4 separate regions of the Mus musculus genome follow, and all the other regions are linked to region 3. A link is a contact called in public Hi-C and promoter capture Hi-C data. All regions are on one chromosome and are shown on one strand. The core of a region is the stretch at or near the end of the contact, and the rest is flanking DNA. Distances in the headings are between cores, read along the strand shown. Region 1 overlaps Rora (RAR-related orphan receptor alpha). Region 2 overlaps Rora (RAR-related orphan receptor alpha). Region 3 overlaps Rora (RAR-related orphan receptor alpha). Region 4 overlaps Rora (RAR-related orphan receptor alpha).

Region 1 (7,747 bases), core at 1,812-4,311, 190 kb after region 3:
CACACCTCAAAATGTGTGACCAGAAACTTCTAGGTTTAGTTTATGCTCTGGAGACTAAATCCCAGATGGGAGAGGATATGCATAATGCCAATATATACAATCACGTGTAAATGTCAAAAACAACAACAACAAACCCATCTGTTGGCCAAAGTCTGTGTCAAGGTGAATCTGCTACCTCAGTGCCTTTGATGGGGGTGGGGGAACTGGTTCAAAGAGCCAGTCCAAGGCAGGGGGAAATGCCCAGGGGCAAGATGGGGGATCTGTGTCAGGAGAGATCAGATCTCCTACAGAAGGTAGAGGGTAGTTTTAAAGTCTTTCCTCTTGGCCTCCTTTCTGGTAGATGTATATCAACCCCGTAAAAGCAGCATACAGCGTCAGGCTGGTTGACAACGTCTAAAACAGAATGTTCTGAAGTTGGGAGAGTCACACATGGCATGTCAGGGCTAAGGTGCTTGGCAGAGTTTTCAGTTACACAGAAAGTGGTTTGCTTTGCTTTGGTTGTATGCCCCACCCCCATAGTGTGTAAGTCTCTGGGGTCTCTAGCTTTCTGTTGTGTCTGACCCCCTCAAAGTGTAGACACTGCAATAAAAGCTAAGATATCTCTCTCTCTCTCTCTCTCTCTCTCTCTCTCTCTCTCTCTCTCTCTCTCTCTCTCTCTCTCTCTCTCTCTCTTCCCGTGGCTTGTGAGCACAGGAGGGAAGTGTCACGTGTTAGGAGCAAGAATTTTGTGTGCCAGTGATCTTTTTTTTTTCCTGGAAGCAACTGGAAACCAACTTAGTGACACTTAAGTCCTTCACCTGCTCCACGACTGTAGCCAGTGTGTGTGAGTCAGAATGGTACCAACAGAGCTCTTGGCTGAACAGCCATAAGAGTTGCAGGCTCCGACTTGGAGTGGGAAATGGTGTACCATGTTCAGAGTCATGGCAACGTGAACTTGGCAGTCCCGTTTGCTTCTGAGATTACAAGCATTTGCTGGCCAAAAGCACCTGTGATGGCTTTGACCTCAGAGTGGGATGCAGATTGAGAAAGCATTCTTCGGGAGTTGGCAACAGGCTTGTGCCCTGCTACCAGCTGCAAGGTTAAGCGGTAAGTGTGTGGTAGAGTTACCTTGCTTGGCTCCTCTGCCTCTGTGTGCTCAGCACAACTACACCAGGGATTGATTGCTGGGAGTCTCTTCCCTCTGCCACCTAAAGAGTCGGGATGCCTACAGAGTGTAAAGGATGGATAGGCCTTTGTTTTCATCATCAGACTAGGCTAATTATAAATAAAAATAAGAGCCTTTTCCAAGGTAAATGGGGACAGATTCTCTTCCTGGGAAGGCTGGTTTTTAGGAGATGGATATGGTCAGATTTCATGACAAACATGCTTTAACATGTGTGCCCTTCTTAGAATATGCTGCATTTGTCCCCCTCATGAGTTATGACAACCTGTTTTCTGTGCTTACTCTGTAAGGTGGCTTTTCCCACCTCAGTCCTTCTGCACAAACGTTTACACAGGGCACACAAAAGATCAGTTACCATGCTTTCCCATAATTAAAAAATATGAACTTAAGCCCAATATTTTGCTAGCCAGATTTGCAAAGAAAATGATCTATGTACACCAAAGGCTTGAATTTCCCTGCCAAGCCTGGTGACCTGACTTGGATCTCTAAGACCCACATCACGGGAGGAATTCTGAAAGTTGTCCTCTAATTACCACACAAATACCTATTGTGGTGTGTATACATGCACACGTGCACGCGCGCGCACACACACACTAAATTAATCTAAAAAAGAAATCATAAAAATTAAGAACAAAATGAAGTTAAGAAATGATATAATCTAAGCATCTCTACTAAGCCCAAAGCCCAAAACCTCTGGAGCACAGCCTGCCACATCTAGAATGTTCTACACCTGACCTCATTGAGATAGAAAGGCAGGCACATTTTAAAAATTGCTGTATAGAATTACCTATTTATAAGTATATGCAAATATGCCCAAAATATCAGAAATCCTGCACACTCCTGATTGCCTGCATTTCAGATAAAGCCTCCGCAGCCTGAGATGAAGGCTCCTCTGACCCCCGTCAAAGTTCACAGTGAGTTCTACTGAGGCCAGGAGGCCTGAATGTTTTCACGTGTTTAAAGCGGAGTGGAAGGAACTAGGGGCAGGGGCAAGGACAGGAGGCTCCTTGGAGTGGTGCTGGCCAGCTGAATCACTGAGCTCCCGGCTCAGTGAAAGACTCCATCTCAAACGTATGGTGGTAAGTGACGGAGAAAGGCACCCAGTGTCAGCTTCTGGCCTCCATGTGCATGCTCACTCGTGGGCACGCACACTCAGATACTATTACACAAAAAGCAAGTGGAATGCACACGAAAGTTTTAATTTACCCAACCTCTATCAGGACTGTATTCAGAAGACACCCACATCCTCCCTTGTACACAAAGGAGACACTGGTCTGTTGTGCTAACTCCTCCCAGCATCTGCCTCCGGTAAAGTCATCCTCTCTGGTCTCTGTTCCCCATCCCCATTATATAAGACTCGGTGACTACACACCTCTCTCCACAGCCACCTGCCCTGGCAACCTGCAATACCTACCTCCCTCCTCCTCCTCCTCCTCTTCTTCCTCCTCCTCCTCCTCCCCTGATCCCTGAGGTCAACCCACCTGCCTCTGGAGTATGAGCCCACGGGTCCTGAGGACAGCTATGGTAGGCAGAAGCTGATGCTTTGGCTATGCCCAGTGAGGGTAGGCTTGAACACAGATAAGTCTCTATTTAAATAATGGGTGGCCTCCCCAGTGTGGACTCCCCTTTCGAAAACACCCCACGTGATGTTTTCAAGTACGTTTTGGACCTAATGCAATTTCTAAAGCCTTTCTCTTTCTGAAAAGTTTTGTTCCTTGGAAAAACCTCTGCGATCAAAACACAGACAGTACCACAGCAAGGATGAGAATTTGAAGGTTGTAGCTCCACCCACTGTTCTCACGTGATTTCCATTCTTGCCTTCTCACTCTTGCCTCACTCAGGACCATGGGCCCTTTGCTCGGTTTGTGCAATAACTGCTAGCAATGAACAGTTAGCAATGAATCTGCTAAGTGATTATGCCAAGGTTTGACCAAGGAAAAAGGGGCGGGATCCCCAAGTCCACACAGCGTTGCTGGCTTTACAACCAGGTGCACTCTCTCCTGGTTCAGGCCTCCAAGCTTGTGTGGCACCTCCTGAGTCTGAACCTGAGCATGTTTCGGGAGTGCAGAGACTAAAGGAAGAAGCTCACGAAGCAAATCTAAGCACAAAGGGACCATAGAGAAACGCCTAGGAAGCACAGAAATGGAGCCTAGAGTTAGTACAGTGTACATAGGAAGTTTAGCAGTCGTGGTCATGGAATGTACTAGAACTAATGGAACAACCACATGGCCTTCAAGGCCACACCACCCAAGTAAATTTTAAATGGAAATGGCTAATTTCACTTCTTGCTAGACTCTTCTTCTATCATAAATATTTCCTACCACCAGTTACCTGGTTCAAAAATGCATGTGGAAGAACATGCCTGCGTGGATGCTGTGATTTCTAGTCTTTGTCTCCTTCTCGGTCCTTAATTAAGTGCTGCTGCCACCCTGAGAAGCTAGTCATTACCACTGGGTGAGGAAACGGAGTCCCAGAGGAGCTATGTGACTTGCCCAAGCATACGAGCCAGACAGGCCAGGCAGGGTGAGGTTTTCCAGTTTCTGACACCCACACCCCATGCGCAATCCAGCCCTGTCACCGTGACTTTGGCGCAGGAAGTAAAGAAACAAACAAGCAGCAATTACATCGCTTTTTGTTTCCGGGGAGCAATGGATTCTTCCAAATCAATACCTAGACATGGGAAGAGAAACGTATTGTCACAGGTTATTGGAAGGGAGAAGGGAAGCTCAGGCTTAGCCGTTGCTCTTCCTGAAATAGCAAGCCACTCTTTAATCTCCCCTTGAGAACATGTCTGCTCAGATCTAATTCAACATGATTGTCATGGCTCTCTCTGGGCCCTGGGAATTCAAAGGTGACACCACGACCCCCATGTGTTAAAGATAAAAAACCCAAACAGGTGATAACGTATGACATGAATTATAATAGAAATGCCCATACACTGAGAAATATGGACGCTCAGAAGAGGAAAAATTGCCCTTCCAGAGGATTCAGCGAAAACTCCATGGACAAACTGACTGACCTCTTTGGTGGTGGTTGTTTTTGGCTTTCTGAGACCACTATGCAACCCAAGCTGGCCTAGGACTTGCATCAATCCTCCCGCTTCTGCATCTTGTGTACTGGGGATTATAGGTGTGTGCCACCAAAGCCACCATGCATAGCTATGATGACACTGAAACTGAGGATAAGCAGCAGTTTCCTCATTGGGAACAATGGAAAAGATCATCTGGTGAGTTACGATTTCAGCTTCCATCCCTGTCTTCCAACATCACCTTCTCCAGAATTTACAGCATGGAAGCCTTTGAACAGCCACAGCACCCTAGTGGCAACTGAGCTCGGGGTTCTTGAAGCTGCCTCTGTAATTAGAACACAGAAAATGTCACAGCAACATCCTTTGAGGTGTCTGTCCCTGTAGTTTCTCAGGTCACACAGAAGGCCAAGGCCTTGACGAGGTTTCAGAGAATCCCCGGGTCTGAGAATTCAAGGGGGATGTGCTGTCCTACTTTGCTTCCTGTTACTGTGAAGAAACGCCATGCCCAAAAGCAACCTGAGAAAGCAAAGGGCTATGTCACCTTACAGCTTCTAGGCCATCAGAAAGGAACCTGGGGAGGGGAGCTCACGACAGGAACCCAAAGGCAGGAAGTGAAGCAGAGGCCATGGAGGAGTGCTGCTTACTGTCCTGCTCTTGAGGATTTGCTCAGCTTACATTTTCATACAACCCAGGACCAATAATTCTTGCCTGTGTCAAGTTGACAATAAATAAACAAACAAACAGCCAGTACATATTCTGTCTTCTCACGGTCATCTCTAACAATACATTTCTGGTTTTTGCTGCTTTGTTTCAGAACATTGGGCATATCTTATTTACATAGGCAGGTGTATTATGTATGCATACGTATGTGCATATACGTCCAAACACATACTTAAGAATCCAGCTCTTTGTTTAAAAATAAAATAAAACCAAGCCTTTTCTTCTTTGTGGCATCATCTCTGAATTCCCAGTGCTGAGCGAGACAGACAGAAAACGTGCTGAGCAGAAAGAAGATAGTTAGCCTGGGCGGGATGGAGAATCACCTAAGAGGCAAGCCTTCCCCACGTGGCTGGTTTTTTAAAAGGCTCACCCTCTGTGTGAGCTATATGAGAAGGAAGAGGTAAGCCAAGCCCCAGTGTTTCCAGACCATGGATGCAACACCTCCAGCTGCTTCATGCTCTGCCATGATGGGTTGCCCCACCGCGATGGAGAGTACCATCAGACTCTAAGCAAGAGTAAATCCATCCGGGATGCTTTGGCCCTCCAATTGATCACAGCAAGAAAAGCAACTAATGCAGATAGATGACTAGGAAACCGGGCTTTTGTTCACAGGCAGGCAGATTGCACCAGATTGCTCTGTAGGGGTCTTGCTGTTGGTTGACACACCAGAGATTCATCTCCTACAACCCCTTTGTTGTGTGACCTCTGTCTCCTTTTGTGCTTTCCTTTTCTGTTTCCTCCTTCTTTTTATCATTTGCTTTCTTCTCTTGTGCTCCTTTTTCTCCTCTCTCACACTGTGGTCATCCTCAGCTCAGTTCTTTTGTGGATTCCTACCACGCATATCCCCCAGGGGATTTTCCTAAGCAAAGAGGACATTTCTTAGAAAGCATTTAGGTTGTAGTCGTTCCCATCTGTCTGTCTGTCCCAGCACATAGGATCATCCTTGGCAGTCGTTGGGAGATTGACATTATATGTTCTACGAGATGTGGATATAACTTGGGCTTTTGAGTGTGTCACCCCCATCCTCCTAGTCTCTGATGCTGCAGTTCTGGCTTTGAGTGCGCATGAAAAGAGGCTTAGCCTGTCATGTTAGGCCTCTGGTCTCCCACTGTGAGAGGAGGCTCCAGAGTGACTGAAGTCAGACCCCTAAGTACTCCAGAGGCCATGTTCATTAATCCAAGAGGCTATGTGGTTACACCTGCACAAAGGCCAGAGCGGAAGGACACCCAACCACTGTCCAACATGGGCTACTCTAAGCAAAGGAAGAGAGAAGAGAGTGGGAAGGGTGCCACAATGGCCTTGAACTTTTTTCCCAAAACACTTCAAGTAGGTTGCGCCACTTGTAAATAGCTAAGAAATCTCGTAGCCAGAGATATATAGTTTCTAAGTCTCTGACATTTTGTTGTTTTGTGTATCTACCTATGTGTATGTGCATGCTTGTGTATTTATGTGCATGGGTGCACATGTTTTTTTGTGTGTATTTGTGTTTGTGTGTGTGTGCGTGTGCATGTGTGTGTGTGTATGTTAAGGTAGGGTCATACGTAGCCCAAGGTGATCTCAAATTCACACAGCAGGTATGAATGGCCTTGAGTTTCTGATCCTCCTGTCTCCACCTCCAGAATTACAGGCATGTACTGCCACAACCAATTCTCTGTAGTGCTGGTTACTGAACCAAGAAAGAGCTTTGTGTGTGTTAGTCAGACACTCTACCAGCTGAGCTACATACCCAACTTTTGATTTAAAGAAAAAAAAGATACTTAATATATTATATATAATATATTATTTAAAGACTCTGTAATTGTATAAAAGAAAAGGACTATATCCATGATGGCCATTGAAAGTGAAGTTTCTCCGTGTTGGGGAGATGGATCAGTGATTAAGAGCACAGGTAAAAGCACGAAGATTTGGATCCCAGCACCCACATAAAACTCCAGACATGGCTATGCATGTACCTATAGCCCAGTGTGATAGGGCTGGAGACAAAAAGATTGATGGAGCCTTGCTGGCCGCCAGCCTAGCTCCAGGATCCGTAAATGCCTGCTGTCTCAGGGAATAAAGGAAAAGGTGTGGTGCAGAAGGCCTCTGATATCTGCCTCTGCCCCCCCACATGTGCCACAGGTGCACACCACACACACACACACACACACACATACACACACACACACACACACACACACACACACACACAGAGTCAGTCATGTACACATGCACCATACACACATACAAAATTAATAAACACACATAATTTTCAAAGAGTAACAAGAATCTGCTCAAAAACACATTTCAAAATATGCTCTTGTAAGTCTTGGAGACCCTCAAATGCCTCCCTGACAGAGGTGGCGTCAGCCTGTGAATGCCATGAACCTAAGGTGAAAACCTCAGGTGTCACCGCTGCAAGGTGTTCAGAGCCCGAGAGGGCTGTGTTACAGCCCCATACCTTCCTGGCTGTGCTTGGTTTTTCAAAGCTTGGTAAAAATTATCTTGGTAGCTTCCACACTGTTCTGGTAACTGTCAAGGAAGGTGAGAAAAACAGACATTCCCAGCACTGTCATGGTTTACTTAAGAAGTCCCAGAGAAGGCCCAGTCCCAGGATCACCTCCGAGTTGCCACACGCCATCCAGAACTTCCTTCTCAGCTGTTTTCCCTTCTAGTTCTAGAGCCGAGCCGCCAGTAAGTGATTTCACACCTGATTGTTTAGCTGCTAAAAGCAACACAGTGAGTCCCCTCCAGGCTGCCTCTCTGTGGTCCAAAAATAAAAGGGGCTCATTTTCATGCTAAGCATTCAAAAGCTCCGAGGAATTCTAATGAGAGGCAGAGAAGGGAACAGAAGACAAGAA
Region 2 (7,546 bases), core at 4,041-6,540, 140 kb after region 3:
CCAGCTGTTGGGGATATTGTCTCAGTTGAGGTTCCATCTTCCCAGATAAGTCTAACTTGTGTCAAGTTGACAAAAACTAACCAGCACAGTAAGTTCAATGCCAGTGTGGGACACATAAGACCCCCATCTCAAAAGCAAAGGAAAAGAAGAAGCTTAAATACAGTCCCATAGAAAGGTCTCATTCCAATCATGTACTTACGTTTTAGGACCCTTAGTATATGTGTAACTGTTGCCTGTGCATGAGTCGTGACAGCTAATCTGGATAAATTCTTGATAAAGATAGTTAACAGCAATGCTATCCTACACATAATGTGATTTTTTTTTCTGAGCTTACAAACATATCCAGAAAGTAGTTCTCCCATCCTGGTCCTTGTTGAGTGACTTATATACCTAAGGTCACTGAATCCAGGCCCTATCTCTATAAGAAGGACACCTTGCGTATTCCAGTTGCCTGGGGTTTGGAGAGGGCAAGGGCCATATCTGATGAGTGTTGCTTTAGCCTCATACTGGTTGTCTATGAAAGTCTAGGAAATAACCCTAAACCATGGTCCATGAGCCCTTTTTTTACCCCACCACCCTTTTTAAGCCTGCATGGAGCTTAGCCAGTTAATGTTTGGGGGGGGGGGCAATGATCTGGGAATCACAGAGATATGACCTTTCTGGGAAGCTGGCATCATCCTAGAGAGTCCCCTGGCCTTCAGAGTGCCAGGAACTGATGGAGCATTGGTAGGTAACCTCGAAGCCCTTCCTAGGACTGCCTCATCAGTCTTCCTGTCAGACTCTGAGGTCAGCATTGAGCACATCAGCCATACAGAAGAATGGGGCATCTTTCAAAAGTGGGCTGAGTATTCAAGGACAGGACCAAGGAGAAGCAGTGTGCTGAGCCAGGGTCAAGCAACTGCAAGGAGTGCATGACAGAGAGGAAGGCTGCCAGGGTGCTGTACAGGGAGCAGGTTTGTGGGTATGTAAGGGAGTAAATGGTTACGTGAGTAAGCTCTCTTACCTTCGAGGGATGGGTGGGGGAGTGCATTAGAAAATTCTTAACATTTTACCCACTTCTCCCAAACATTCAGAAAGCTGGGTCTCAAGTAAAGGTTCCTCTGTGGGCCTCTGTAAGATACTGTGTCTGCTTAGTGAAACTTGTCCTGGCCAATTCTTCAGTCCCTACCAGTTCAAGTCTGTTCTTGCTTATCACCCATGTCAGACTGAGCACTAGAGTTTAAGGTTTAGCATGTCTGAGAAGACTGGGTTCTTCTTTAAAAAATTGTGTGTGTGTGTGTGTGTGTGTGTGTGTGTGTGTACGTGTGTACGTGTGTGTGTGTGTGTGTGTGTGTGTGTGTGTGTAGCAAGGGTAGAGGTCAGAATGAAGTTAATTTTCTCTTTCCACCTTTACATAGGTTCTGGGATTTGAACTCAAGTTAGTGGGTAAGCACCCAAATGGCTGAGCTATCTACACAGCCTTTGAAGGCACTTTTGGTTCATCCAAACAATATTCAAGAGCTGTTTTCCAATCAGTTACTGTATGACAGATACTCGAACGGGGATTAGGATGCAGAGATAAAAAGACGTGGTCCCTCTACTTTAGCTAGAAAGAGTGCTATTCTCTAACATCTAGAAGGGAAGATGGTGGAGTGTGTAGCATAAGGAGGAGCCTGGATAAGGGGTGCACAGCAGTTTGGAAGTGTTACCCCTTCCCTAGGGGTGGATGTGGACCTGCACCAGGCCACATGGATTAGGGAGTGAACCATGGTTTCGCCTATCCATTCACTGATGCTCTTGGGCTCTGTGTAACCAGAACAACAGAACCCATTAAGTCAGCATGTGGGTGACTTCCGATAAATAGACAACATGCCGTGGGTGGAAAGCCATGGTAAGGCCTTTACTGAATCTTGATAGATCCAAGGAAATTAGCCCAGAGCCCAGTCAAGAAAAAAAATGAGAAAGAGAAATAGAAGAGAATACTTGAGAAAAAAGAAAACAGGAGACCACTAAAACAAAAAAAACAAAAAAACAAAAAAAAAACAAAAAGCAAAAAACCAGAGGTCTCTACTAAGAGAACATTTGGGGAAGTGTTGGGACTGAGAAGCCCGGTGCCTTTCTTCACAGAATGAGTTCCTTGGGGATTCAGATACAACATCACAGGGACGGAGCGTGTACTAGAGGAGACACTGCAGTGAAAAGCCGGGAACTTTTCCTTGCTGAGATGTCTCCTGCTCTCACACGCTAGAACGGGATGGAAGTTTCACTCAGTCTCCAAGACCTTGAGGAGTGCGTTGAACTCTTTGAACTCCCCACTCTGTCAGGAAGAAACTCAAGAGCTCCTTGAGACATCCTCATCTTGTCCTAAAGAGGCCAAGGACTCGGGGTGTGATTAGTCGGTCCCAGAGGCCAAGTCCCTGCTCCTCTTCCTCTGGATCAGCCACCCCTCCCCTTTAACAAGCACATCACTGCTCTGTAAGACCCCTCGGAGTAGTAGTGATTTTAGCAAAGGGGAGTCATAAAGATGAGTGGTCGGACTAGCAAGATGGCTCAGTGAGTAAGGGCTGACTATACCTACCCATAATTCATCACTTAGATAATGGCCTGCATGCTGGGCAAAAGATCCCACATACCCTCCCTTCTGAAAGGCTTGCTTGGCATGCGGGTGCTCTGAGAAGAAAGGGAGAATAATGACTGAAGCTCGGTTTAAATGGTTTAAACGGGGAGTTTGCAGTAATCACTTGAAGGACTGAAGTTAACAGCACTTGCTGCTCTCCAAAAAGACCAGAGTTCAGTTCTCAGCACCCATATCAGACAGCTCACAACTCTCTAGAATATCAGCTCCAGCGGATCCAACACTTTCTGGCCTCCTCAGTTATCTGCACATATATGATAGACATGCATGCGAACACACACACACAATGAATCTTTTTTAAAACCACTGAACATAAGCTTTATGACAATCACCTACAGTGCAAGGAAGGCCTCACCGCTTGGTGACGGCTGCCTTGGGCTCTCTGCATGATACTCAGGTGTTCCCACTGCAATAAAGTGCAGCCACACCTTACTCTATGGGCCCTTCTCCCAGAGTGTGTGGGGGAGGGGCATGGGAGCTTGTCATTGCTATAGAGCAGCATCATGAGTGGGAATGCTGCCCGCTGACAGCAGAGTAAACGCGTGTTTCTATCCTGGAGGAGCCGTGGATGAGATACCATCGAATATGAATGAAGTTCCCCCCAGGCACCCTTATACATTTATTATAAAGAGCTGGATTTTTGAGATAACAAAAATAACTTAGAAAAATCGGAGGAGAGTCTAAAAAGTTAGATGGGGATATCTCGGGCCATGCTCCTGTATCCTCCTACCAAGCAGGCGGCCTGATTTAAGGAACTCCAGAGCACTACTGCTTTATCCAAATGGGCAGATGTGTTGTGAGTGGAGCACCTTTCTCGGGGAAAGTACAGACAGATCTGAGCAGCACTGTTCACTGTGTGTATGTTCATGTATGCACACATATGTATGCAGGAACATAGTGTGTGCATAATCTTGAACCAGAGAGGTGGAGAGGCAGGAGGATCATCAGAAGTCCAGGACGGCCTGGTCTCAATGGCATTTCCAGGACATCCAGGGTTACAGAGCAAGATCTAGTCTCAATAAACCCCAAAGAAGGTCACATTCTAATGTTCTGTGGTAGCCAGATGCGAGGAGGGGAGGTTTCATCTGTGTTACTGTATGGGGGAGCACGGAGACTAAGAAATCAGGGCCTGTGGGTTTGGAGGCACTGTGCTGAGGGCTCTGTGGCTCTTCCCACTGTCTGTGTTTCTGACTTGCTAGAAAGGATGGTCACAAGCAGAGATACAATAGAGATACAATTCCTAATGCAGAACTCTACAGAAAGCGCCATGATGGTAGCGCCATGATAGTAGGCGTCGTTGCTAATTCACTGGAAGGGACATCTCCTCCTTTTCAGCCTGGCAGCTGCTTGTAAGTGAGAACAGATAGTCACCCCTAGAAACCGGGAGATCCCCACTTTTCTACTGGTACAAATCTTTTAGAAACCCAGGAACCAGTTTCCCATGCTGGTTCCCCACCCCAGAAGCAGGTCGGATTTACCTAGTCGTCTCAGGTTAAAGAGAGAGCTGGCTCGTGTTACATCAATTTAGTTCCAAACCCAGAGGAGTCCAGACTCAATCCCTGGGGAATAAAGCTGCCTCTCTGGTTCTATCCATTTTAGGACAACCAGGTCTTACCTTTGCCCTAGCTTCCCCTCACCATTTTCTTCCACAGCAGAAATAATGTGTTCCGTGGTCCTGGAACAACAGTTTGGTGCATGAATGATTGCCAGAGCACGTTCTAGAGTCTGGGCTCTGAGAATGTTCTGTGGCTCAGATGAGAGTCACAGACATCAGGTATTCAGTGAAGCCAGGCTATCATGTAGTATAAAAGGATGCATCTCACAGCTCTAAAAAAAAAAAAAAAGTCTAGGAATAAATAAGAGCCCATTAGGCTGCTTAAGGCAGGAGGAGCTGGGGCTGGGAGAAGGGTAGGCAGAAAAAAAGGACAGGAAAATGAGCAGAAATCTGAGAAATAGGCTGGAGAAGGCTCAATGAGTTGAATGCAAACATGGGGGCTTGGGTTTGATTGCAGCACTCACATAATGAAGCCAGGAGTGGGGCCATGGGCTGAGGAGGCAGACCCAGGAGGACCCCCAAGGTTCGACAGCCAGCCCTCTAGCTTCCTGGACTAATGCCCACTCTGTGAGAAACTGTCGTTAAAAGCTAGGCAAGGCCAGGGAGGTGGCTCGGTGAATAAGGACACTTGCCTGACAACCTGAGTTCAATCCTAAGGACCCACATAGTGGAAGGAGGGAACCAACTCCTGTAGGCTCTAACTTACACAGGATCACAACATGGCACAGACATGCACAAGAGGACTCACACACACACACACACACACACACACACACACACACACACACACACAGTAAGTAAAATTTAAAAGGCAGACAGTGTCCAAGGAATGACACTGTAGACTGATCCGTGGCTTCTACAAACACATGCACACACAGGAACACATACACAGTGCATGCACATACATGGAGAGAGAGAGAGAGAGAGAGAGAGAGAGAGAGAGAGAGAGAGAGAGAGAGAGAGGAGTGGGAGAAATCTGAGAATGTGCTGGCTTCCTGTTCTTAGCTGCTGGAATTACAGAGTTGTTATGTAATCCAAGCCAGCAGCTTGTGGGGATTTGGCTAATAGTTAACTTAATTTCTCAGGAATGTCCTTTTTTTTTTTTCCCTAAGCAGAAAGAAAGTAGAACTCTGGTCAATGAATCAAATGTTGGGAGGGCCAGCTGGGAGGACCTATTCCCACAGGACCCACCCAGTGCTTGATACTTTACTCTTTTTTTTTTTTTGATACTTTACTCTTTAGTTGCATACTGAGTGCAGGCTAAAAGAATTATTCCCATTAGGAGAGGACGACTCCTGGAGATAAAGGAGCCTTTTACTTTGAATGCCTCCATGAGAAGAAGTAGCAGTTGACAATTCCACCCATACAGTATCTTCCTGTCATTATAAAACTATAATAAAATGATGGCTCACAGTAAGGCTCTAAGACTCTACATAGTAAATAATAATAATAATATGAAGAAGGAGAAGAAGAAGAAGAAGAAGAAAAAGAAGAAGAAGAAGAAGAAAGAAGAAGAAGAAGAAGAAGAAGAAGAAGAAGAAGAAGAAGAAGAAGAAGAAGAAGAAGAAGAAGAAGAAGAAGAAAAAGGACTCATATCAGTGCCAAAGTGAAGGAATTCTTTGCAGCCCAGTGGCTCATCTGCAGTCCAGTGGTCCCAGAGGCCACACCTGTTATCTGGGGCTGGCTGGCTCTGTGGCTGAGACCCCTGGCTGAGTCTCACTTGCTCTGGTGAGTCACTTCTGCTTTCATTACTGGTGATAAAATTCTGAAAGTTTGCCTGCTCCTTCCCTGTCACTTTTCAAGCTGCATTCAAAGCGCCCTTTCGAACAGGACATGAAATATGGAGTGTTAAGGGGAATATTCAAAGTCAAGAGGAAGCTGACTTAGCCGGAATGTTCCATGTGTCTGGGTTCAAAGCTTCCAGCTTTACCAGTTATGGCCTCTGGGGTGACTTGTTTTTTAGGTTGTTACCTTGGAAACTGAGGCATGGGTTTCATCCATGTCAAGAGGGACAGTACCAACGTCATCACTCGAAGATTATTGGGAATACTTAGGTCATGTGGCAGCAGCTTTGGAACACAAGTAGGAAAATCGAGATGTTTGCAGGGGGCACTGTGGTCACACATTCCCCAGTGACAGGGACACATTCTGAAAATTGCATTTTGGATATCCCAACCCCCCCCCCCTTTGCGGTTTTATGCTTCTTTCACTGGGACATAACAAATTCCAGTACAAACTAAGCTATGTTCCTAAGACCTATCCTAGTTGACAAAGTCAAGATTTGAAAGACTAAGACCTCATTACAAACAAGAATTTAAAGAAGAGAGGATGAAATTATTTCCATAAATAAAGATAAAGGAATGTTTCTTTAAATGTGTGTGTGTGTGTGTGTGTGTGTGTGTGTGTGTTTGTGCACATGCATGTGTGTATATACCACAGCACATGTGCAGAGGTCAGAGGACAACTAGAGTTGGTTCTCTCTTACCATGAGGGTCCTGGGGATTGAACTCTCCTCTTCAGGCTTAGTTGCATGTACCTTTACAAACTGAGCCATCTCCTGTGCCCTTAAATGAATATTGTGTACAGGGTGTCTCTGTAACTACTTCCCAAGGTATTGGAACTGCCCTAGTAACACCTTCTTCAGCTGCTGAGGAAATTCCACGATGTTCACAGCCCAGGCAGGAATCACTCACACTTCCTGTGAGGGAGGCATGGCTTCTCAGTTTTCTGGCCATCCCTTTCTAGCTAAAATTATCTTTCTATTATGAAATATTCAGGGACTAGGGATATAGTCTAGTAGAGTACTTGCCTTGCTTGCACTGAATCCTGGGTTCAATCCTCAGCACCCGGTAAGATGGGGGCGATGGCACACACTTACAGTCCCTGGAAATGGAGACAGAGGAACATCAGAAAGTTCAAGGTCATCCTTGGCTATATTGTGAGTGTGAGACAAGCATGGCCTACATGAGGCCCTGTTTGTAAGAACAAGGAAGGAAGGAAGGAAGGAAGGAAGGAAGGAAGGAAGGGAGGGAGGGAGGGAGGGAGGGAGGGAGGGAGGGAGGGAGGGAGGGAGGGAGGGAGGGAGGGGAGGGAGGGAGGGAGAGAGAGAGGGAGGGACGGAGGGAGGGAGGGAGGGAGGGAGAGAGACAGAGACAGAGAGAGAGAGAAAGAAAGAAAGAAAGAAAGAAAGAAAGAGAGGGGGGAGAGGGAAAGAGAGAGGGAGGGAGAGGGAGGGAGGGAGAGAGAGAAAGAAAGGAAAGAAAGAAAGAAAGGAAAGGAAAGGAAGGAAGGAAGGAAGGAAGGAAGGAAGGAAGGAAGTCAGCTGAGCCAATACAGTGTTTTCTATGCAAGCATGCACAGTCTGAGATTCCCAAAAC
Region 3 (6,688 bases), core at 3,190-5,689:
CCATTTCCCATGGGTGGCATTTACACCAGTGTGTGCTGGCTAAAAGGAACATTGAAATTGTAGATGATATTTTCAGTTGGATATCATGTCTTTGGAGAAAACAAACAAGTATCTCGGCTGTGGCCATTGAAGATAACTATGAAAAACAGGCCTATCGCTTCTCATCCTCACAGTCCCATCCCTGGCCATCTTCAAAGAGAGCAGCGAGGGAGGAAGTAAGCAGTTGGTATCTCATTCTTGGTGTTGCTTTTTGACCCTCATAGAACCTGAATCTTTCTGGTAAATATAGGCTAGGAAGGATAGAGTCACTGACAAAGTATGCTGGGAAGGCTAGGCTGAGTGACCGAAGATCTACCTCCCTGCCTCTGCTTCCCTAGCCTTGGAATTACAAGTGCAGTGTGGATTTTGGAAATCAGGCTCAGATCTTCTTCCACGAATGGTAAGCACTTTACAGACTGATGCATCTCTCTAGCCCTTGAAATTTTGAAAGGAAAGATGTTTTCATGTCTTTTCCCAGCCTTTAAAGGGGATTCTAATAACCCAGACTGGCCACCTACGAGGCTGGATCTGAGGGTGGTTCAGTCACGGTGACTGAACAATGTAATGTGGTTTCAGAGCGTGCAGATAAGCTTCTGAGGTGTTTGCAGTGGGAACTGGGAGACCCAGCTTCACCATCCCTGCTCATCAGTCTCGAGCAGCTATAAAAGGGGCATCAGTAACCTGAAATATCTGGTTGTCATGACTGTTAACATGTATGTAACATGCATGTAACAATGGTGTTGCCATGTAAAGCGGGTAGAGCCCATGTTGTAGGTACCAAAAGACCTCATAGTCTGGTCTCTCTGAAGACCTGGAGGTCTCTTGGAACACCGGTGATGATCTTCTAGGTTCTGTCTTTGAAACTTTCTCTGGCCCACGTGGTTTTCACTCACCCTAACTAACACCAAAGAAGATTATACGATTGACTGATAGAATACCAGCAACCTAGAGAGCTACTGCAGCAGGCCCAGGGCTATACTTTCCGTTTTTATTAAAATTCTTATTAACTTGTAGCCCAAGAGCTTTTAAGCCAAGCCTAATCTCCTTTAGGGCCCCTAAATTTGATCAGAGCAATTTGTGTGCAGGATTCTGGTCCCCCTCTGTGAGGATACTGTGGAACCAAGAGCCAGCTGATGTTATTCTGAAGTTACCTCAGGTCCTCAGCCCCTCTGGTGTGGTTTCCCTTCAGGATACTGTTTCCATCCTGTCTGTGGAGACAGTTGACTTCCACAATTATACCTCCATTCCCTAGGTTGGAAACTTTTTTTGGAAACTCTAACTTTCTGAAAATATTAAGTTCCAAGCTTTTCTACCTCAAGGATGGTGAGCATATTGGCTGCTGTTCCTGAGGAGGGGGGAGAATTCTATCAGTGAAATCGTACGCTTGTAAGGGTTCAGGGGGAGGCAGCAAGGAAGAGGGACCCAAAACATGAGGTGTTGCTCAGAGCATCGCCAGGGGGCAGCTATGTCAAAACACTATGCTGCTGTTTGCCCTAGGCAATGAAAAGATGGCCTTTCTCTGTGTCTGGGTGTTACTCTGTAGACTGGGCTCTTGCCTGAATCATACACCTGCCCCCCCCCCCAGCCCCCATGCCTTTGTTCTGAAAATGGTGCCTTCCCAAGGGCCTCAGGAAAGGGCTCGCATGCATCCTTCCATTGATAGGTGGTCTTAAGCTGAATGTCATCACCTTGGTAATCTGCTAAAAAAAAATCTAGAGCTCCTGAAAATAACAAGTCTCCTTGCAGTTTGCTGAGTAGAGGCCATTTCTTTCCTGACATAAAACACAGGTAGAGCCTTTGTGATTTCTAGTCCTGTTCCGGAAGAGACCAGGTACATGCAGAGTTGACACTAAGAAGGGTGGTGGCACTGTGCTTTAGGACTGGCCATGCATGTCTAGCACAATGGACAAATCTGATGGCCATACAGTAATTACTACCCTAGATCTTACGGTGACAGATCCTCTCTAACTTGTACCTAATTTGCATTTTGGAGATGCCCAGACAGCACCAAACTCATTGCAATTTCTTCATATTGGGTGGGGGCGTTGTATTGTCTTTTCTTGTTTATGTATTCTGCAGAATCATGAAGCTATCCCTGGCACAGTAGTGAACAAGCTAGGTGTATGTGGTGAGAGGTTAGAAAAAAATGTATGTTCCACGAAACCATTATCCTGGCTGTGGTGTTTAATGGCCCATGGCTTCTTTCATGGCATCTTACTATCACAGAATTCCAAAGGAGATATTGTCATCACTCCAGTTTATAAAGGAGGACACTGATGTTCAATGCCACCCAAGTAGCCTATGTTAGAACTTGGACTTGAATATGGACTATTTAGGTCTTACACCATATTCTCTCAACCATTCTGCCTCCCTCCCTGGATATTACAGTCTTCCCAGAGATTCGAGACTCAGGCACATGATGGGTCACACACATACAAATGTGTGCACACACACACACACACACTTGTAATAAAATATCAAATGTATACTCATGTCATCAGAATTTAGAAGGGGTCAAATTTATGATAATTAAAAAAGTAAAAAAGGTAGTGCTTGGTGGGTTTGGCACCTCAAGAGAAATTGTAGACCTATATAGCTAGAGGATAGACCTATATATCTAGAGGATAGACCTATATATAGCTAGAGGATAGACCTATATATAGCTAGAGGATAGATCTATATATAGCTAGAGGAAAGACCTATAGCTAGAGGAGAACAAAGAGAAAGACTCAGCCGTCTACAGTCAAGAAATAGAAAGACAAAGTCAGAATGGAACAGAAGGATGAAGGGCAGGGAACAGGGCAGACAGGTGAGAGGGAGGATCTAGGTAAGGATATGAACTTGAATCCGATTTCCCCACTTAATGCAACCTGGTCGATGGATGATGACTTTCGGTAGATTTCTACCCCCATAAAGATCAAAATTATGAGAACTCTCCCCTCTCCTGTACTCTTGTCTTCAGTAGAGAGATAAATGAATGAAATTAGATATATTAGGGTCCAGCTATCTCAGGATATACTGGAAACTTTAACAGCTAGTCACTTAAGCAAAACAGCAGTTAACAGACAATCATAAGTTTGAGCTGCTATGATAGCCATGCTGTGTGGGCAGGATGTGGTTCCAGCTCCCTTCTGTCATTCCTGGTCTTTACCCTCATGTATTCAAGATGGCTCATGTTCCAGGAACTAGACTAAAGAAAGAGGAAAGTAAAGAGATAGGAAAACAACATCCCATTTTTGCTCAGAACTAGGGGAATTTCCAATGTGTGAAACTTTCAATGGAAAAATCAGGAAAGTCTCTCACACACCAAATGAGTTAGGAATCAACTTTCACCTGAGTTCTAGGTGAACTGAACAATCATATATCCTATTTGTTATAACTTACTCATAGGGTCACATGTAGCTGCAAGAGAGGCTGGAAGATATAAATATATAATATGATATTTAATTTTGGCATGTGCCCACCTAAAGTCATTCTATGGAACAAAACATATTAGGCCATAACTGTTTTTTTAATAATATTCAAATCTTTGGTGAAAGAGAACATCTTTTACCATTTATGTCAGGCATAGAAGCTCTTCAAATACATTCCCAAAAGACGGGCTATGTGCATTTTCTACTACTATACTAGATGCAAGGTCTCTCTTTTCCTAGTAGGCACATCTGAGAGTATTATTTGTTTCACACAGCCTTGAATACTGTTAGTTTCATTTTGAAAAGTATCAAATAGTACAGGGATGTCTTGCGACACCCCAACTGTTGATTGCAACATACCATTATGGCCAGACATGGAAATGCAGATGTGCGTTAGCAGATTGCCAGATAGCTTTGAGTTCAAGAGTTATGTAGCTTCATCTAGAGGCTGGAGTGTCTCTCTCCCTAAATACCAAATAAGGAAGAGATAAATCTCCAGATCAGGAATTCTATATTTAAATATAGATGTGTTTGACTGTGGGCTCTAGAAAACTCCACTATAGAAAACTCGAGTAGCTGGGCCAATCTTGCCCTAATTTAACTAGCTCGTGAGAATTCCAGAAATCATTTGTAGGGGAAAATCTGCTTTGTGTCCTGGTCCCTGGAGATGTAATGTCAACAGTCCAGCTGGCGTTATCAGAAGGGATGAACTAATGGACACTGGAGGAGGCATAAGGGCATCTAGCCCTGCCCTGTAGACACGCCATTGAGCTGTGGTCCATGCTGGGGTGGCGTCTCCATACAAAACACCCCAAATCAGATAGACCACATCTACCTTGTGGATGTTCTAGTTTAAGGACAAAGATCAGATCAGGGCAGGATGAGACCCAGGAGGAGAATTGAATATGGCAATGTTTGGAAACTCATCCACGAGGAGAAAACCTGAGGTGTTGTCCCTCATGCCCATGTAAATCTCGAATTTTCCATGAATCAACTAGACACTTGCCATGTGTTTCCCATCACATTTTGTGCTGTTTTCTTGTGTACCCTGGAGCTTCCAGCTTTCAGAGAATAAACATTCCAGAGGCATTAGTCTGCTCATGTGAATTTCAGAGCTCTGAGGAGGGAAAAGATGGGGATGAGATACACTCATCCAGGAGACGGCTTTACTCGCCTGGAAGGATGTATCAAATCATGAAGGCTTTCCGTTGGCCTCAGCCACTGAGACGGGCGCAAAAGCCTGGGAGCTCTGGTGGCCAGCCAGTGGTTGGGGAGGTATGAAAAACAATATATTTGCACCAATTAAGAAGTAAAGAGCTGTAATATAGTATACACAGCCATCAGAGTAATGTTTTCAAAGATTACTTAATGACATAATAAACTGTTCTTGATGCAGCGTTAAGTGGAAAAATAAAGATCTAAAACTGTGTGGATAGAATAATTGCAATTTTATCAATTTCTGGATAAAGGGAAAAGAAGACTAGAAGGAAATCAAAAATGATAGTAAAGAGGCTTGAGAGATCATGGCGTATCCATTCAGAGCATAAACCACTCAGACTGAAAACGCAAATTTGGATTCCAGTACCTACATTTGGCAGCTCACAGCCGCCTTTATCTCTAGCAACAGGGGACTCCACACCCTCTTCTGGCCTCTGTGAGTATTGCATTCACATCTGCATATTCTTACACATAGACATACACAGTATGTAGGCAAATTTTAGAATAAAATAAACCTTTAAAAAAATGTCAGCCGAGTCCCATGACGAGCATCTCCAGTCCAGGCCCTGCCCTTTTGGTTGATTGCCTCATAAATGACAACAGCTCATGGAAGAACTTACCGAATCTTTCCATGTGCTGTCCGGGGCTGCTTGGGCTTCCTTAGAATCAGATGACTCTGGAAAGAGTCATGTTTAGAGCCCTTTAGCTTTGTGATGTCTTTCCATTTTCATCCTTATTATCTCAGGGCTCTGAGGAGATCAGAGTTCTTTGCTGGTAAAATGGACCCATGGGGAGGTAGAAATTCATATACTCATTTCTTGGTATCTGAGTCATATTGAGAAATATCCCTTCACACTGGAGTCCTTCATATAAAACAGTCCCATGCAAGACAATCTACGCACATGTTCCCATGTGCTTTAAATCAACTCTCCATCACATCTGATACCGGATGTAAGATAAGTGCTGTGTAGACAGTTCTACCGTATTCTAAAGGGAATAATGACCCAAGACTAACGTGCACATTCTCTGCAAAGTCATCCATCTGAGGCACACTGTGTTTCCATTCGGGCTTGGCTGCATTGAAGAGCGCAGAGCCTAAGAACACAAAGTGCTGTCTGCACCTGTGAGGTGTGATCTGCAGAGCCAGAGATAGCTGCGCTTACTCCCACTATCCTCTGCTCCCTGCTCCCTGACAGATGACGTGGCTGAAGAAACCCTTCCCCATGTGTGAGAGAGACAGAGAGAGAGAGAGAGAGAGAGAGAGAGAGAGAGAGAGAGAGAGAGAGAGTCAGAGTTGCAGAGGCGCTGACTAATAAGCCAGGGCCCCAGAAACAGTGCCCTACTGAATTCCATTTGCTCAAAGGTGTAGATCCATCCCAGGGGAGATGAAGACTCCATGCTATAAGTCTCTGGGGAAGCTCCTCACCCCCACCCAGGCAATAATCTAAGTGGGCATCTGTGAAGGTGATGTCTGGACCAAGTTGGGCCTCTCCATTGCACTTCATTCTCACCCCCATCCCCACGGGGTTGCAAGATTTGGGTGTCAGGCAGGTAGGGAGACCTAATGCTGTCTTTGCAGGACTCCTGGAAACCCTTGAGTGAGCTAGTAACCATTTGGATATTGCAAGATGAAAGTAAATGAGTTGCCTCGAGACCATAATGAATGCAAATGGGTTGTGTACCTTTCCACAGGTTAGGGGGAGTCTAGAGCTGGTGGCAAGGGTTGTCAGAACATGAGAGGGAATCAGCATCAATGGGAATCTGGAAGGAGGGAGGGAAGGGAAATGTAAAGTGGTCCTTAGAGCAGCTATTAAGGGAGAACTCTCTTTCATCACCACCTTCCTGGGCTTGTAATCAAGTCTCTGATGTGTTCTGTCACTGGCCTCCTCGGAGACTTCTTTTCCAGGACCTCAGCTCCAAAGGGGCTGGCCCAGAGGAATAGCTCACCCATGTAGTTCTCGGCGGGGCGCTCAGCACCCAGTGTCCTCCAGCTGCCTAGGGAAGATACTGGAAGGAAA
Region 4 (6,699 bases), core at 2,576-5,075, 160 kb before region 3:
TGCAAACGCCCAACTGCTGGTTACGATGCTGCCCGTGGCATGGCTGCGACACAGTGCACACAGCTACAGCATCTGCAACATTCTGCCTACTTCAATTCCAGAAAGGTTCTCAATATATACTCCAACTCTGAGTAGACAGGAGAGTGTCAGTTTGCATAAGCCCTCACTGACAACGCTCTCATCTGCCTTTTTTATCTTTGCTAATTGGATACGTTTTAAAGAGTATAAGGCCCCTTAGTTTGCATTTCTTTGATTGTAAATGATGCTTGATACTCTTTATTTCTTTAGATTAAACAAAACTAGCAGTGTGGTGCACACCGCTATTTTCCTTTCTCGGTCACCGGTATTATTTACTCAGTCCGATGTCTGTATCCATGTCGCTCTGTGGTAGAAGGCCTCATGTTCCCAGTTCAGCTTTCCTAAGGCATGCTAGGAGATTTAATCAGCAACTGAAAGAGACAGTGGGGCGCGGCGTGCCCTCCATCCAGGTCCCCGTGGACTCTTCGCTTTGAATCTGCCTGCTGCTTCTCTGACAGGTGTACTTCTTAGCTCCAGAGACCTGGACCAGACAACCCTGAGCCCTCACTCTGTCTGATGTGCCTTGGGACTTTAGACGTTGCCAAAATACATATGGCCTAGAGAATGCAAAAGGTCACAGGATTATTTTTAGAGGGGACAGATAAGGCTCTGTTTTAAGCTTAAGGACTCTAATAAGACACTCTTTTTCTATTATTTGTATGGTAGATATGTGGTCTTTTACTCTGTTTTGTCTCTCTGTGTCTATGTCTCTGTCTGTCTTTCTGTCTTTTTGTGTCTTCCACTGTGTTTCTGTCTCCCCCTTCCATTATATACTTCTAGGACAAGAAGTAAATTCTATTAGTAATGAAATCAGATGTGTCCCAGGGAGTGAAGAACATCTCCTTTGCCAACCCAGAGGTCAAAGAGGATTTTTCTCTCTTTGTAATGAGTTGAATATCCGTCTTGCTTGAGATCTCTTTAGTCTGTGATCCTTAATGTGTGACATTGTCTTCCTCCTACCAATTGTCTTTATCCTAAATTTATTTTTTAATGAAGGGAAAAGATTTTGGAGAGAGAGACAGAGACAGAGACAAAGGAGACAGAGATTCAGAAAGACCAGGAACTTGAAAAGGTGACTGGTCAGTTAGATAAATATTTGTCTGCCCTTCATGGACACACATAAGACCACACGGTCGCCACACCCCCGGCAAGTGTTTAGAGGAGGCAGATATGAATCGAGGATGTCTCTGAGTTTCAGAAGTCTGCCTCTCCCAGCTGCAGTCCTAGAGGAAGCCTGTATTCATAGATCCTCAATACAGCACCAGCGGGACCCTAATTAATGAGTTTGTTTGTTCTTCTTGCCAGCTGGGTACAAAAAGCATTGTCTAGTCTCTAGCCAGTGTGTGTGTGTGTGTGTGTGTGTGTGGTGTTTGGATTTGGAATTCCTAGATCTCAAAGAGATTAGCCAGTTCTTACAGCCTCCGCTGCCCCTCAAGAATTAGTCTAAAAGGTGGAGACATTTTCTTAAAGTGGCTAATAACCAGAAACACCCTTTTTGTTTTCAGGGAAGGGGAGGGGTGCACATATTATAGCCTGTCATGATGATGGATAAGATTGTTAGCCAGTTACATCCTTGTGTTTTCAAGTGACTTACAGAAAGCCAGTTTGGTGACATTGGGAGGCTGCTGGGAATGACTTGCTTGCAGAAGATTAGATCTCCAGCTGGAAGATGCTCTGGATAAAGTGAGCCGTGGGCCGATGGGTCCCTAATTCCCCAGTAGGCTGCCTTGGGAGACACCACTGTATTCCCTTCCTTCAATATGCTACAAGCCCTTTAATCTCTGGATTGCATTGTTTGAGCACAGAGCAAGGCTCCTCCAAACCCAGGATTAAATTAGGAGAAATCCCCCTGCTGCTTCTATTGAATTGAGTTAATATAATGAGTTTATTGTTAAATTAAACAAAATGAAACTTGCCATGTGGAAGAAATATGGCTGACATCACAGTGGGATGCTGGTTTGGTTTGTGGGGTTTTTTTTTTTTTTTTTTGCTGTTGTTTTTTCTCTCCCCTACCCCTTCCCACCTTGCCTCTGAACCGCTCAGAGGTGGCTTTTTGGCTCTGATGTTCCAAGTCTCACATTCTGACTCTGCATCCCAAGGGACATGAGAGCTGACAGTTAGGGCCAGCACTTCAAGCAAAGAGAAAACATGAGCTGTCCTTGGTGGTGGGATACAGTAAGTCTATTTTTGAGAACTGTGCCTTCAAAGAGGCTGATCTGTTAACACATAGACAGGTACCTATTTCCCTCCCCTGGGGGAGAAGCTAACAGGACGCCTCTGCACTGAAAGAGTTAACTCCGTGGCAAGCTAGCCAGTGTAGCACAATGGCGACTTCCTTCTTTTGACTGTAATATGTAAGACCCAAATGCTTTGTCAGCCTCTTGCAGCCCAAGACGTACACAGCCATGAAGTGGATCGTTATTGGCATGCTGTTTCTAAAAGGGAAGCTGGACTCCGAGTTGACTTATTAAGATTTTTCTAGAACATAGTTGTCCCCTTCCCTTGGCTCAGTACTCAGTTTCCAAAGCATTGTTTTCTTCCTTGATTTACATGATGTCTGGGCATTGATCATCTTTAACCCAGCATTGATAGACAAAGGGATCTCACTTGGTAGTCAGGCAAACCAGAGTCAGGTGCTGGGTGAAGCTTCTAGAATGCACTGGATAAGGCTTTTTTGTCTGTATGGAATACTTTAAGTCTCTCCACTGGAGAAGGTCTTGTTTTGGTTTGGGTTTTTTGATGTTGATGTTGTTCCTTCAAATAATTATCTTAAGCTCAGAAGCCACCTGGAACAAACTTCAAACTAATGCTGAGGAAACGGAGGTTAAAGAAGTGAGAGGTTTATATGGTGCGTATCTCTCCAGACCTCCTGCGTCCCTGGCTGCCAGAGGTCCACATGACTCTCTTCTCTCCCATCTCATGTTCCCAAACCTCTCATAAGAGTTTGGAGATGTATTTAGCAACAGTATCACGTGCCCTTTGCCTTTCCTTCTCTGCCTTCTGAACAGCCGCTCTTTACCCAACTCTCCCCCACCAGATTTGTCATCAGTCAGCCAGTTATCGATTCCTTATCCATTTCGCCCTCAACTTTGACCCGCTCAGAGAGTTTGCTGACATCATCTGCCCCACTTACCCCCACATCATCACCTTTGAGCTGAGATCTGGAACTTTCTTTGATGTCATCGGCCTTGTCTTACCCTGACTGTTTCCCTTCAGGAATATTCTCTTGGGTATGATATCAATCCCTGCCTTAGTGTCTCATTAACATTTCTTGACTAGTCACCTAAGACAACTTAATGCCTAGGCTTCGAAATGTGTATGGTTAATGCCTCAAAACGCCCAGTTAACCTTATGTAAACCTGTATCAGCTATGGGGTACGCTGGTGAAAGTGAGATTGGGTAAAACAAACATTCCCATTTAGTAAAAGGAGCGTGTTCTTGTCATCATCATCAAGAAATTCTAACCATCAGATGTGTTTTCCAGAAAGATCTTCTTTAGTTAATAATTTCTGGGGGGAAAAAAACTAATGCTAAGTATAACCCATAATTTTACATCTGTTAAGTGATTTGAACTGTAAAATGTTAACATTCAAAAAAAAAAAAGTTTGCCTTTCCAGCTGTTGATCCTCTCTAAAGAGTTGCAGTTGGCATGCAGGACATCTCTCTGGCAGGCTCACAGAAGCTCTGTGTGCAGGACGCCTCTGTCTTTCTAGCAGGCTCCAGGAAGTTCTATTTTGATGCCTTCCGGGGGCAGGGTAAGTTTTTGTACATAATTCAGCTGCTTTCGCTTCCTTTTAACACACAAAGTCTGGTTAGAATTTACCTCTGTTTACTGCTTTACTTGGAATAGCCAGGTTGTGTTGTCCTCTGTACTTTGAAGGGGGCTACGTTGAAGCTGGAAGGAAGCAGGACCTTCCCGTACCCATTCCCTGTCCCCCACTTTTGCCAGTAATGTAAGACTCCCCTTCCCTTCTTGCCCACATGCACAAACTAGCCCTCGGCCCTCACAGACAGATGGGCAGGAAGTCTTGAGACTGCAGAAGGGACCTGGCTGGCTCAAGTTCCAGCATATATGTGGGGGAAGAAAGAAAGAGCATACGTACAGCCTAGTTTTTAGCTTCCACTGTGGTGAACACCTCCCTCTACGGTGTGCGCATGTAAGTCCCTGAGCCTCAGAGAAGGGCTACCATTCATGCATGCAAACTATGAGGGGGTGGCACTCAGGTGGGGGGGGGGAGGACAGAAATTCTAAATGTGTGAGCTGCCTTTGGGGGAATATGCCTCAGTGGCAGTGTGCTCCCCATTTATTTGAGAACCCGGTCTTCACACACACTCTCTGGGAGCCCTCACAGAGTGTTCTAGTGGAGCCCTGTATGCTGTGAGAATAATTTTTTTCCATCAAACAGTGAGGGGTTTTAATTGCTCAGCAGCCATTTCTCAATGTAAATTATTTTTCATTCCAGGGGTCCATAGAAGATTTAATTTGAAAGAGAATTCTACTGCTTAAGAAAGCATCTTCTTGGTAGCCACCACATGGTGACTTTGAATCTTTCGTCTAGCTCCAGGAGACTGTAAATAACTATAGCAGAATCCAGTGTGGCTGGTTATCACATTTGGAGTCCCCCAGTCCCCCTGAAATCAGCCCAGGCTTACTACCCACAGCCCATCCAAGAATTGTCCTCCCCATAGACTGGGGACCGTAAGAGCTCCAAACTGGCCCTTCTTTCTCTGGGCTACCCACTGTGCTTTCTCATCATCCTGTTTCTCTCACTGAAGGGAAGAGCTGAGCTTTGTCATGCTCATCTCTCCTAGTGTGTCCAGGGTTCTCCAGTATGAACAGAGGCTCTGTGCAGATGGGAACAAGCTCAGGGAGATGTGTAGGGTCTACCAAAGGCACTGAAGCACCTTGGCCTCATGTGCTGGAGGAATGCACACGAGGGAACTTGGCCTAGTAGAAACCCCCAAGGCCAAGCCAACCAACTTCTAGGTCTAACCTCTCCTATAAGATGCTGAGAGACCAGCGGAGCAGCACCCAGCAGATCTCCTTAATTCTATACATAAGAAGGGAATCTCCCATCATTGGTGTGGCTGTTGAGGACCAAACCATTGCACCAGCATCTGCACACATGCATGCTGACACACACACACACACACACACACACACACACACACACACACACACACATCACTCCTCATTCTTTCCATGGAAGGTCAAGAATATGATCTTTAATTAAGCAGGCAAAGTGGTATCCGTGGTATTGTTGCTCCTTCTTCCTTTTCTCTGGCATTTCTCAAAGTTATCGAGGAGAGGGTAATTTGTCCAATGAAGCAAACATTAAGCTTCATTGGTAGGGAGTGTGAATTTGTGCTAATAAAAATGTCCCTCAGTGTCTTCCATTCCAGGGATGGAAGGCTGAGATAATAGGAACTATGAATCTGGTCCTTTTAAATGCAAACTATTATGCAGAATTTATCTATAAGTGTATTTTAAGAAGATAAACATTCAGTGCTCAAGTCTAGCACTGGATTATCTTGTTTTTAAATACATATTTATTTGAATAGCAATGACTCTTGGAAAAATATCTTTTTTGGAGATGATTTTAATCTTAATAAAGGTATTGCTTTCTAGAAGCTGGTAAAAGTTATAACTGTCATATTTGCTTTAATATTTTTAGTAGATGATGCCATTTAAATAAATAAAACATACATACAGACAGACACACACTCACACACACACACACACACACACTCACACACACACACACTCACACACACACACACACTCACACACACACACTCACACACACACAGAGTGGGGGTGGAGGGAGACCTTAAAGACTCATGCCTGGCATATTGAAACACTAGATGGCTGTCAATAAACTACTTTCCTTTTCTGAACATCATTAAGAAAATATTTATTTCACTCTTATGTGTATAGATGTGTTTGAGTGTATTCACATGCAAAGTAAGTATTTGCACAAGCCTGCAGACATCAGAAGGGGTATAGGATCCTTGGAACTGGAGTCACGGAAGGTTGTGAGCTACACTGTGGTTCTGGAAACTGAACCTGGGTCCTCTGACAGAGAAGGAAGCACAGTTATTAACTGTTGAACCAATAAAGGGCTTTCTTCTCAAAACCACAAAGACCCACATTGATATATAAGGTCTATAAGATATAATGCATAGTAGTGTGTGTTATAATCCCAGTGCTGTACAGAGAGAGATGGATGGGTCTCCTGGACTTACTACACAGCCAGTCTAACCTAGCTAGCAAACTCTAAGCCAATGAGAGACCCTTTCTCAAAAAACAAGAGACATGGAACCCGAGGAACAACAAAGTTGATTCCCACCCTCAGGAGTAGACCCCATAATTCAATGCCTGTTCACTTCCAAATTTCTATCACTCTCTTTCTATTTCAAACAAATGAGCTCACATCACATAAGTAAGTGTAGTCAAAAATACCAACATGTTGCCTTCTCTTCTGGGTACCCAACTAACACTTTAAATCAAGATCACTGAGGACAACTGCTTCACACAATCAGCTTACTTTTACATTAGAAGAAAAATTAATTGGCCTGAGGATGAGTTCAATTCCTGCACCTATAATAAAAGCAGCTCAT

The links. Promoter capture Hi-C pulls out the DNA fragments that hold promoters and counts their contacts. Hi-C and Micro-C count contacts between places; a contact is called where the count stands out from the background.
Region 1: a contact with region 3 is called in a promoter capture Hi-C map of liver, with 3 times the contacts expected there. The contact joins two enhancer-like sites. A contact is called at or near these places in 1 of 39 promoter capture datasets (liver), 1 of 484 Hi-C or Micro-C datasets (epidermal suprabasal cells) and 3 of 115 datasets of contacts at active chromatin or transcription factors (the SCID.adh cell line, double positive thymocytes and memory CD8 T cells).
Region 2: a Hi-C map of liver shows a contact between it and region 3, with 1.5 times the contacts expected there. The contact joins two enhancer-like sites. A contact is called at or near these places in 4 of 484 Hi-C or Micro-C datasets (epidermal suprabasal cells, group 2 innate lymphoid cells and liver), 1 of 115 datasets of contacts at active chromatin or transcription factors (the SCID.adh cell line) and 1 of 9 other capture datasets (adipose tissue).
Region 4: a Hi-C map of liver shows a contact between it and region 3, with 2.4 times the contacts expected there. The contact joins two enhancer-like sites. A contact is called at or near these places in 2 of 484 Hi-C or Micro-C datasets (embryonic stem cells and liver).

Annotation. Positions count from the first base shown.
Region 1 is chr9:69,227,075-69,234,821 of GRCm38.p6, forward strand. All of the region lies in intron 2 of Rora (RAR-related orphan receptor alpha), which reads left to right. Among named protein-coding and RNA genes, the nearest start is that of Gm46153, 75 kb to the right of the region's middle. Within about 2 kb of position 3,062, at least 7 of the 459 cell types and tissues checked have an H3K27ac peak or open chromatin away from gene starts, as enhancers often do. A contact at or near this core is called in liver, where this site is marked.
Region 2 is chr9:69,176,376-69,183,921 of GRCm38.p6, forward strand. All of the region lies in intron 1 of Rora (RAR-related orphan receptor alpha), which reads left to right. Among named protein-coding and RNA genes, the nearest start is that of Gm46153, 130 kb to the right of the region's middle. Within about 2 kb of position 5,291, at least 24 of the 459 cell types and tissues checked have an H3K27ac peak or open chromatin away from gene starts, as enhancers often do. A contact at or near this core is called in adipose tissue and liver, where this site is marked.
Region 3 is chr9:69,040,297-69,046,984 of GRCm38.p6, forward strand. All of the region lies in intron 1 of Rora (RAR-related orphan receptor alpha), which reads left to right. Among named protein-coding and RNA genes, the nearest start is that of Gm31262, 220 kb to the left of the region's middle. Within about 2 kb of position 4,440, at least 17 of the 459 cell types and tissues checked have an H3K27ac peak or open chromatin away from gene starts, as enhancers often do. A contact at or near this core is called in adipose tissue and liver, where this site is marked.
Region 4 is chr9:68,880,781-68,887,479 of GRCm38.p6, forward strand. The region is part of intron 1 of Rora (RAR-related orphan receptor alpha); the gene reads left to right. It overlaps Gm31262 (a long non-coding RNA gene), which reads left to right. Exons shown (of 2, transcript XR_379583.4): 1 at 1-6,699. Among named protein-coding and RNA genes, the nearest start is that of Gm31262, 61 kb to the left of the region's middle. Within about 2 kb of position 3,826, at least 70 of the 459 cell types and tissues checked have an H3K27ac peak or open chromatin away from gene starts, as enhancers often do. A contact at or near this core is called in liver, where this site is marked.